Linked DNA regions of Sus scrofa: regions 1 and 2 are each linked to region 3. A link is a contact called in public Hi-C and HiChIP or PLAC-seq data. All regions are on one chromosome and are shown on one strand. The core of a region is the stretch at or near the end of the contact, and the rest is flanking DNA. Distances in the headings are between cores, read along the strand shown. Region 1 has its middle 130 kb from the start of FYN. Region 2 has its middle 150 kb from the start of FYN. Region 3 overlaps FYN (FYN proto-oncogene, Src family tyrosine kinase).

Region 1 (2,732 bases), core at 29-2,528, 140 kb before region 3:
GGCGTGCTCATGGAGATGTATGAGCGGCAGGCTGTTAACAGGAGGCATTGGGGATGCTGGGTAAGGCATAGCACTGGGGAAATCCTTCCAGAGCTGGCCGTCTAGATGGACAGGTGTTTGGCAGCAGAATTGTCCGGCAGAGCAGGTCAATGGGCCAGATGCGTGCAAGAAGCACTAGTGTACTGGGTTGTCAGGAAGCTGTAGAAGAGCTGCATCCAGAAGAACGAGTTATAGGATCAACCGCCAAAACTGCTGAGAAGGGGGAGCAGGAGCCTGAGCCTGAAAGGTAAAAGGAGCTCCCAGGTCTGAAGTCAGGAGTTGGGACACTGGTGAGAGTCTCCGTGTCAGTGGCCTGGAGCCTAGGGTCAGGGTCTCTGGCAGGACTTGCGAACAGAGTAAATTGTCCCAGCTGAATGGGTGGGAGGGTATGGGGCTGGGTCTGACATGTTCCTATATTTATGCATTAGATGTTTTACAGTCAAAAGCAGGATTTTATGGGTGGCTGAAATAGCTCAGTTGGGAGAGCATTAGCCTGAAGAAAATCAGGATTTTATCTGTTTACTATGGGGAGATTTTTGTTGTTTTGGTCAGCCCTAGTAACCGTTCCAGCCTTAAAAATCTGTGTTCTTTCTTCTAATTAATTAGCGATCCTCTTTCAGCTGTGAATTATTTGTGATCTCCATAAGCACATCTGATGAAAATCTCCTTAACCAAGGGTAATGTGCCTCCCAAGCCCTACTGTACAAGCACCTCCCTCCAAGTCCGTGTCACCCCCCTGTGATGTTTGTACCCTCAGAAGTGGCCATCCCATCACCCCCGAGTCCACCAAACCCAACTGTCACTTGGCCCAGGGTCCCCCATCTTGCTCAGCTATGTTTTGAGTGGCTGTCTGAATCTCTGCTGACATCAGGGTGCTGTATCTGCAGTCTTCCCCTTGACAGTCCCATGAAAGTGCCCGAGATGAGGCAGCACCACACAAAGGCGTGTTGGGAGGGGACTTGGTTAAACACTGCATCGAGGGCAGAGGTACCATGGTGTTCTCACTGATGCCGGTGGCTTTCCATCCTGAGCCCCACTTTCCATAGCACACCCAGGGGCATTAGCCCGTGGGTGATTTTGAAGGAGGAGCTAGAACCCCATTCAGATGTGAAAGGGTTCACTTCCACCAAAGACCCAGCCTCCTCTTCGGGTTACGTGTGGTTTGTGGAGAGCAGCCCCCACAGCCAGGGGAACGTGGCAGCTTCTCGGAAGACGTAGGGGTGTTCGTGAAGTTGTGAAATGGGCCACGGCTGAACCCAGAGTGTAAAGGGAAGGAGAGGAAGTAGATCACTGCCGTTCGCAGAAGAAGAGATGAAACAGGGTGTCCATTTGCATAGTCCTTCCCGTAAAAGGACCCTGTGAAAGCGAGATGGCTCCAAGGTCGAGCACAAGGCCGAGTGAAGCAGTGGAAAGAGTGTGGGCCCCGGGGCTTGAGACATCCTGACTGTGCCACTAGAGAGCTGTGTGATGCTGACTGTGGGGGAGGCAGATAGTCATCACGTGCTGCGTTCAGGGTGCTGTGAAATCGATACAGATGCGAGAACATCTCGAATGGGAGTCTGATGAAGAGTGAAACTAGGGGGCATTGGAATAATTTACCAACGTCTGTTCATTGTCCCCCTTTCTCTGGGCCATGACTTCTAAGCATGGTGTGAATTCACAGCCAGGGTGGGAGAAGAGGCCGGGAAGGTGCCTTTCTGCCATCTTAATTTATCTTCCACTCTCCATCAAGATTGAGTGCTACAGTAATTTAAAACCAATGAATAAACTTTTTTGTGGAGGGATTTGTGTCATTATACATTTATCCAAACCCTTAGAATGTACAACACCAAGAGTGACTCCTAACGTAAACTGGTGACTCTGGGTGATCCATGATATGTGCATGTAGGTTCATTACATGTAACAAATGGCACACCTCCACCATCATAGTATCACACAGTATTTTCACTGCCCTACAGATCCTCTGTGCTCTGTCTGTTCATCCTTCCCTCATCCGAACCTCTCACAGCCAGTGATCTTTTTTTTTTGGTCTTTTTGCCATTTCTTGGGCCGCTCCTGCGGCATATGGAGGTCCCCAGGCTAGGGATCTAATTGGAGCTGGAGCTGCCCGCCTACGCCAGAGTCACAGCAACGCAGGATCCGAGCCGCATCTGCAACCCACACCACAGCTCATGGCAACGCCGAATCATTAACCCACTAAGCAAGGGCAGGGATCGAACCCACAACCTCATGGTTCCTAGTCATATTCGTTAACCACTGCGCCACGACGGGAACTCCCCAGTGATCTTTTTATTGTCTCTCAGTTTTGTCTTTTCCATAATGTCATGTAGTTGGAACCATCCAGCATGTAGCCTTCTCAGATTGGCTTCTTTCACTTACATATGCATTTAAGTTCCCTCCGTATCTTTTCATGGCTTGATACTCATTTCTTTTTAGCGCTGAATCATATTTTATTGTCTGGAGGTACCATGATTATTTACTTATTCACCTCCTGCAGAACATCTTGTTTGCTTCCAAGTTCTGGGAATTATGAAAAAGCTACTTAAAGCATCTGCGTGCAGGTTTTTGTGTGGACGTCTGGTCGTCGTCACGCGGGAGCGGAGTAGGGAGATGGATGGAGCAAACACTCCGTCCAAGACCAGGGACCCCTCAGAGGGCTCTGCAAAGAGTCAGAGGCTGGGAAGACAGCACCG
Region 2 (2,956 bases), core at 64-2,563, 170 kb before region 3:
CCTTCATTGGGTGTTGCCTGTGATTTCAGCGCGGTCCTGCCCACCTCCCCACCACCACCTCAAACATGGGAGATCATACACTACTAACAAAACTGCGCTTGCCCCTTGGCCAGCGTCTAATGAATGTAACCACTTCATGTGTTTATCCACTTTGTTCATGTTCAGTCACTTTTGTACTTGTCAGGGTCAGCGTTGTCCATTTTCAGTGGCCAGCTTCTAGAAGACGGAAAGCACTGCTGTTTAATTTGCTTTGTGCCCTGTAATTCTACACTGAACTGTGCATGTATTAAATGCTTGTTGATTATGATTCCAGGCTTCCAAGTTGGAGGTCTTCCAAGTGTTTTCAGTACTTGTAGAATGAGATGCACCTTGAGTAAATTCTCTTCTTGTAGATAATACATCAGGTCCTCTGCTTTGGTAGATCCTCAGAGTCATGGGTTAAAATCCAGACTTTGGTTTTGCACATAATGTTGCACCTTACGTTTCACCCCTTGGATAGAAATGCAGTGATCCAGTTTCTAATTCTGTCAACAAGTTAGGGCCCAAAGCACAGATAATATGCCATACCATACCCTTCTTTTTGTATAAGTGTGGTTGATCGTGTAATTCCCAGTGTCTTATGGTTATTATTCAGCAGATTCTTGATTGCAAACTGGTGAGAGTTAGAGGTTTTCGCCAAGGGGCCGAAAATTGCCCAGTGAGGGCTGATGAGACGTGGCTGGGAAGAACCTTTAAGGACTGCAGTGTCATGAGCAGAACCACATGCCTCTGTGGAGCCACTAGCTCCTGGGAAGTTCTGATTAGTATAAACGTAAGTGTAATACAAGGAGAGCTGGTGTTCAGAAAACATTCTCTGATTGTACTGCAGCCCAACTGTGCCATGTCCGGAGTAGGAAGGTGTTCAGACCCCCAGTCTGGGGTCCCTAGGCGAGCCCCAGTGCCTCCACTTTTCTCACATCCCTAGCTTGTGACAGAGGTTATGTTTCCAGGGCATGAAACACCCCAGCCTCCACCTCCACAATCACTACTCATGTACTTGCAATGCAGAAGTGTCACTGTGGAAGGAGTCTTGCTTGTGCTCCCCACTGGGACCCTTAGCTGGGCTCTTGGTGCCACCCAGATAAGCTCGAACATGCAGAAATGATCCGCAAAGGAGAGTGATGTTGGCGAGGCTGGGGAGAGGGGACGATGGACAGAAGGGGGTCATCAAAGGTTTAGTGGGGCAGGATCACGTTGCATATAGAAGGGGCCTTTGCCTTGGTTTCCTGTGGCTGTGTAACAGTGGCTGTGTACTGGGGGCTTCAAACAACAAAGCACTTCCTCTCCCTGTTCTGGAAGCCACAGGTCTTGAAATCAAGACTTCAATAGGGTTGATTGCTTCTGGAGGTTCTGAGTAAGACTCTGTTCATGCCTCTTTTTGTTTTGCTTTTTAGGGCTGCACCTGTGGCATATGGAGGTTCTCACCAGGCTAGGGGTCAAATCAGAGCTGCAGTTGCTGGCCTGCGCCACAGCCACAGCAACCCTGGGTCCGAGCCACGTCTATGACCTACACCCAGCTCATGGCAACGCCAGATCCTTAACCCACTAAGCAAGGCCAGGGATCAAACCCGCATCCTCATGAATACTAGTCGGGCTCATAACCCGCTGAGCCGCAACAGGAATTCCTGCGCATGCCTCTTTCTGGTGGCTGCCAGCAGCTCTTGGCTTTCCTTGGCTTGTGGACCCATCAGTACAATTTCGGCTTTCATCTTCACGCTGAGTTCTCCTCTGTGTGTCATGGCCTTTTCTCTTACAAGGACACTTGTCCCTGGATTTAGGTTCTACCCTAATCCAAGATGATCTCAGTTCGAGATCCTTAACTTAATTACATCTGCAAAGACCCTTTTTTCCACATAAGGTCACATTCACAGGTTTCTGACAGACATATATTGGAGTGGCAGCACAATGCAACCTACTGCAGCCCTCAAAGGGATGCAAATGAGAAGTAATTTGGAGGGAGAGAGCAGATGAGAAAGGTATTTGAAAGTTGGAATGCCTACTAATGTGATTTTTGACTGTCGCTGCAAGATAGGTGAAGATAACAGTGAAATTTCTATGTGAAAATAAATTCTGAGGCATGGGCTATCCTGCAACTTTTCAGTAGAATTGGAAGCTGAACCATCATCTGAGGTTGCAAGATTTGGAGATGGGAGGGAGCCTTGGAGGATACAGAAAATGTCCAACCAGCCAGGAAAATATAGGATACTATGTTAATAGATGGATTGAAAATTGCTACAGAGAAATAGGCCCCTTTGAAATTTCCAAGTATTTTGAATGGCTTAGCCCAGTTTTGTGGCTTTGCTTGGTAGTGCTCATCACTTTGCAATGGAAAATCGGACCTTGTGGTGACCTAGAGTTGAGAATTGGTTTGGAGAGTCAAATGCGGAGGATATTCTCAGAGACTAACGAAAACAGCAGTTGAATCAGCTGAAAGCAGGGTTCAGGCTGGATAGGGGATTGAGCTGGAATTGGGATGATGGATAAGACGGGGAAGGATTTTGGGTCTGTGATGGGTGAACACAGCAGAAATGGAGAAGGAGAGGCAAAGGCAGGAAGGCCCTGAAGAAATCCAGCCAGTGGAGAGTTCCAAATGATGCTGAGCAAGGTGGCTTCCTGTTGAATGGGTACATTCAGAGATTAAGGACATTAATCCTTATATAAAGAATTCAAGAAAACAAAAGCCGTAGTCTCCTTTTTGCCCTTGGTTCAAATCCTGTATAAATGGTATCTTTTAGAAAAATGACGTCAGTATGTTGCACTTTTAAAAAATCCTAGGTGAGTGTTCTGGGCCCTCTGAGACCTTGCATCATGACCAGCTGCTTTAGCGGGGGACAATGTTTTGAACCGGTATTCAATTTGCTTTCCTTTCCTTCTCATTCTTGTTGCCCTGGGAGCCTCCCCCATTGAGGCTAAGGAT
Region 3 (2,725 bases), core at 47-2,546:
TCTAAAATATGGCACAAATGAACCTGTCTACGAAACAGAAACAGACTCACAGACATAAAAAACAGACTTGTGGTTGCCAAGCAGAGAGGGGATGGAATTGTATGGATGGGGTGTTTGGGGTTGGTAGATGCAAACTGTTACATTTAGAATGGATAAGCAATGAGGTCTCACTGTATAGCACAGGGAACTATATCCAATCTCCTGGATTAGACCATGAGAGAAAAGAACATTTTAAAAAGAAGGATATTTGCAGCAACATGGATGGAACTAGAGACTGTCATACTGAGTGAAGTAAGTCAGAAAGAGAAAGACAAATACCATAGGATATCACTTATATCTGGAATCTAATATATGGCACAAATGAATCTTTCCACAGAAAAGGAAATCATGGACTTGGAGAATAGACCTGTGGTTGCTGAGGGGGAGGGGAAGGGATGGATTGGGAACTTGGGGTTAATAGATGCAAACTAATGGATTAGCAATGAGATCCTGCTGTGTAGCACTGGGACCTATGTCTAGTCACTTATGATGGAGCATGATAATGTGAGAAAATAGAATGTGTGCAAGTATGTGTAACTGGGTCACCATGCCGTACAGGAGAAAAAAAATTGTGTTGAGGAAATAACAATTTTTTTTAAAATGTTTAAAAAGGATATCTGTATCTGCCTGAGTCACTTTGCTGTACAGCAGAAATTGGCACAACATCATAAGTCAACTATAGTTTTAAAAAACAAAAACAAGAAATAAAACCTCTCCAGCACCCTGTTTTCTTATAGGGTATTCTGTTATTCATGCCACCAACGCTCACCCACAGCTGCACATGTACACTTGTCACTGTTTGTCTGCCGCTGTATGGAATCCTATCTGGGATCATTGTGCATCCTTCCCTCCCTCGGAGCCAGTCTTTAAAGGCTGGGCCCCTGGCATAAGGCTGGTGTTTATACAGAGGCTGGTTATCCTCTACCTAATTGCATCTGTCTGGGGGAGATCTTGACCAGGGCCGAAAGCCAGCATTTCTCTTCCCCTGTCTGAGGGCTTAGACTAACAGCTCAGCCAAAAAAAAAAAAGTGATAAAAAAAAAAAAATGCAGCTTGGGATTTCACTTGCTCCCACCAAGGACCAAAAAAGGAAGGAGAGAAGGCTTCTGGTGATGAGACATCTGAGAGGCCTCCGTCTGCTCAGGGGCAGTTGCATCCTCTCTGCCCCTCGTGCTCCTGACCTCAGGCTAGGGGAGGGTTTGTGGACACAGTCAGTGTCAAAGCTACCCCAGGAAGTCGGCTAAGCTCTGTTGATGGGGAGAGGCACGCACTGCACCCTGCTCCCCGTCACGTGCAGCTGAGGGAGTCTAAGCCTGTGAACTCTGAGCATTTAATCTAGTCACTGGTTTTATGCTGAGGGTGGTGTTGCAAGCACCCTCTTTCACATTCACATCCTTCTGCCCACAGTGCCGTGAGCCTCACAGATGAGACCATCCTGTGGCTGGAACACTGGGCTCCAGGGGGCGGTGTGACTAACACTCTCATCCCCCTACCCATCCCTGCACACACCTCTGCACCTCCCCCCCCTTCCTGTCATACCCCCGGATTCAGGGCAGGGCTGACAGTGCTCCATGAAGTAACCTCAGGCTGCAAATGTCCAGGAGAGGCCCAGCCTCTCGTAGGCTTTATTCTTCTACCCATTTTCTTGAGAGCAAACAAGGCAGGTACTCAGAGCACCTCCATCCTTTATTAGGCCTCCTAAAAGGCTTCCTTTCTCAGATGATCTACAGCTATAGACAGTCTGTCTGTCTGTCTATGTCTCTGTCTCTGTCTCTCTCCCTCTCCTTCTCCCCCCCCCTTTTCTTTGCTTCATCTTTTGAATAATTTAATGATGGACCGAATAACATTAAAGCCAGCAGCTTGTCTCTGCTGGATCTCTCCAGCAGCACCTGGATGCTGTTTGCCTCGGGGCAGGGCAGAGGAATGAAATGGTAGCAGAATTGGTGCATGTTCTATTTTTTTTCCAGCTTTATTGATATATAATTGGCAATGTCCCATTGTAGAGGTTTTAAGGTGTACCATGTGATGGGTTGATGTGTGTATATATTGTGAAATGTTTACTGCAGTAAGGTTGGGTAACACATCCTTCATCTCCTATAATTAGCATTTTTTCACTGTTTTTCGTCAGTAGGCTGGGGCTCAGTTCCCTTTCCCTTTGCCCAAGTTGGTGACACTTACCAAGCAAAAATACCCTCTTCCCCACCAGAGCCCCCCTCATGACCAGGGTCCTACATTTTTAATTTCTAAATAAGGCAACAGAGGAGAGACAAAGCTGGATTCCCCTCTCAGCTGACTCAGATTGTACCCATTTGACCCTTGAAGTGGAGTTCCCGTCATAGCTCAGCAGTTAGCGAACCCGACTAGCATCCATGAGGATGTGAGTTCAATCCCTGGCCCTCCTCAGTAGGTTAAGAATCCGTCATTGCCGTGAGCTGTGGTGTAGGTTGCAGACACGGCTTGGTTCTGCTGTTGCTATAGCTGTGGTGTAGACCGGCAGCTGCAGCTCTGATTCCACCTCTAGCTTGGGAACCTCCATGTGCTGCAGGGGCGTCCCTAAAAAGAAAAAGAAGAAGAAGAAAAAAAGACCCTCGCAGAGGACTGTGTTAGAGTTGGCGAAACCAGATAGCAGGATAACTAGGAGGTGGTCATATATGCTCACAACGTGGAGTCTGTGACCACAGGACATT

What was found. Hi-C and Micro-C count contacts between places; a contact is called where the count stands out from the background. HiChIP or PLAC-seq counts read pairs in DNA pulled down with a chosen protein or histone mark.
Region 1: a contact with region 3 is called in an H3K27ac HiChIP or PLAC-seq map of alveolar macrophages. The contact joins two enhancer-like sites.
Region 2: a Hi-C map of blood shows a contact between it and region 3, with 2.0 times the contacts expected there. The contact joins two enhancer-like sites. A contact is called at or near these places in 3 of 5 promoter capture datasets (fetal skeletal muscle and liver), 12 of 47 Hi-C or Micro-C datasets (alveolar macrophages, blood, brain and 7 more) and 2 of 2 datasets of contacts at active chromatin or transcription factors (alveolar macrophages and skeletal muscle).

Annotation. Positions count from the first base shown.
Region 1 is chr1:77,767,752-77,770,483 of Sscrofa11.1, reverse strand. It overlaps a transcript of FYN not described here. Among named protein-coding and RNA genes, the nearest start is that of FYN, 130 kb to the right of the region's middle. Within about 2 kb of position 1,278, at least 9 of the 83 cell types and tissues checked have an H3K27ac peak or open chromatin away from gene starts, as enhancers often do. A contact at or near this core is called in alveolar macrophages, where this site is marked.
Region 2 is chr1:77,795,603-77,798,558 of Sscrofa11.1, reverse strand. It overlaps a transcript of FYN not described here. Among named protein-coding and RNA genes, the nearest start is that of FYN, 150 kb to the right of the region's middle. Within about 2 kb of position 1,313, at least 5 of the 83 cell types and tissues checked have an H3K27ac peak or open chromatin away from gene starts, as enhancers often do.
Region 3 is chr1:77,630,357-77,633,081 of Sscrofa11.1, reverse strand. The region is part of intron 2 of FYN (FYN proto-oncogene, Src family tyrosine kinase); the gene reads left to right. Among named protein-coding and RNA genes, the nearest start is that of FYN, 11 kb to the left of the region's middle. Within about 2 kb of position 1,296, at least 18 of the 83 cell types and tissues checked have an H3K27ac peak or open chromatin away from gene starts, as enhancers often do. A contact at or near this core is called in alveolar macrophages, where this site is marked.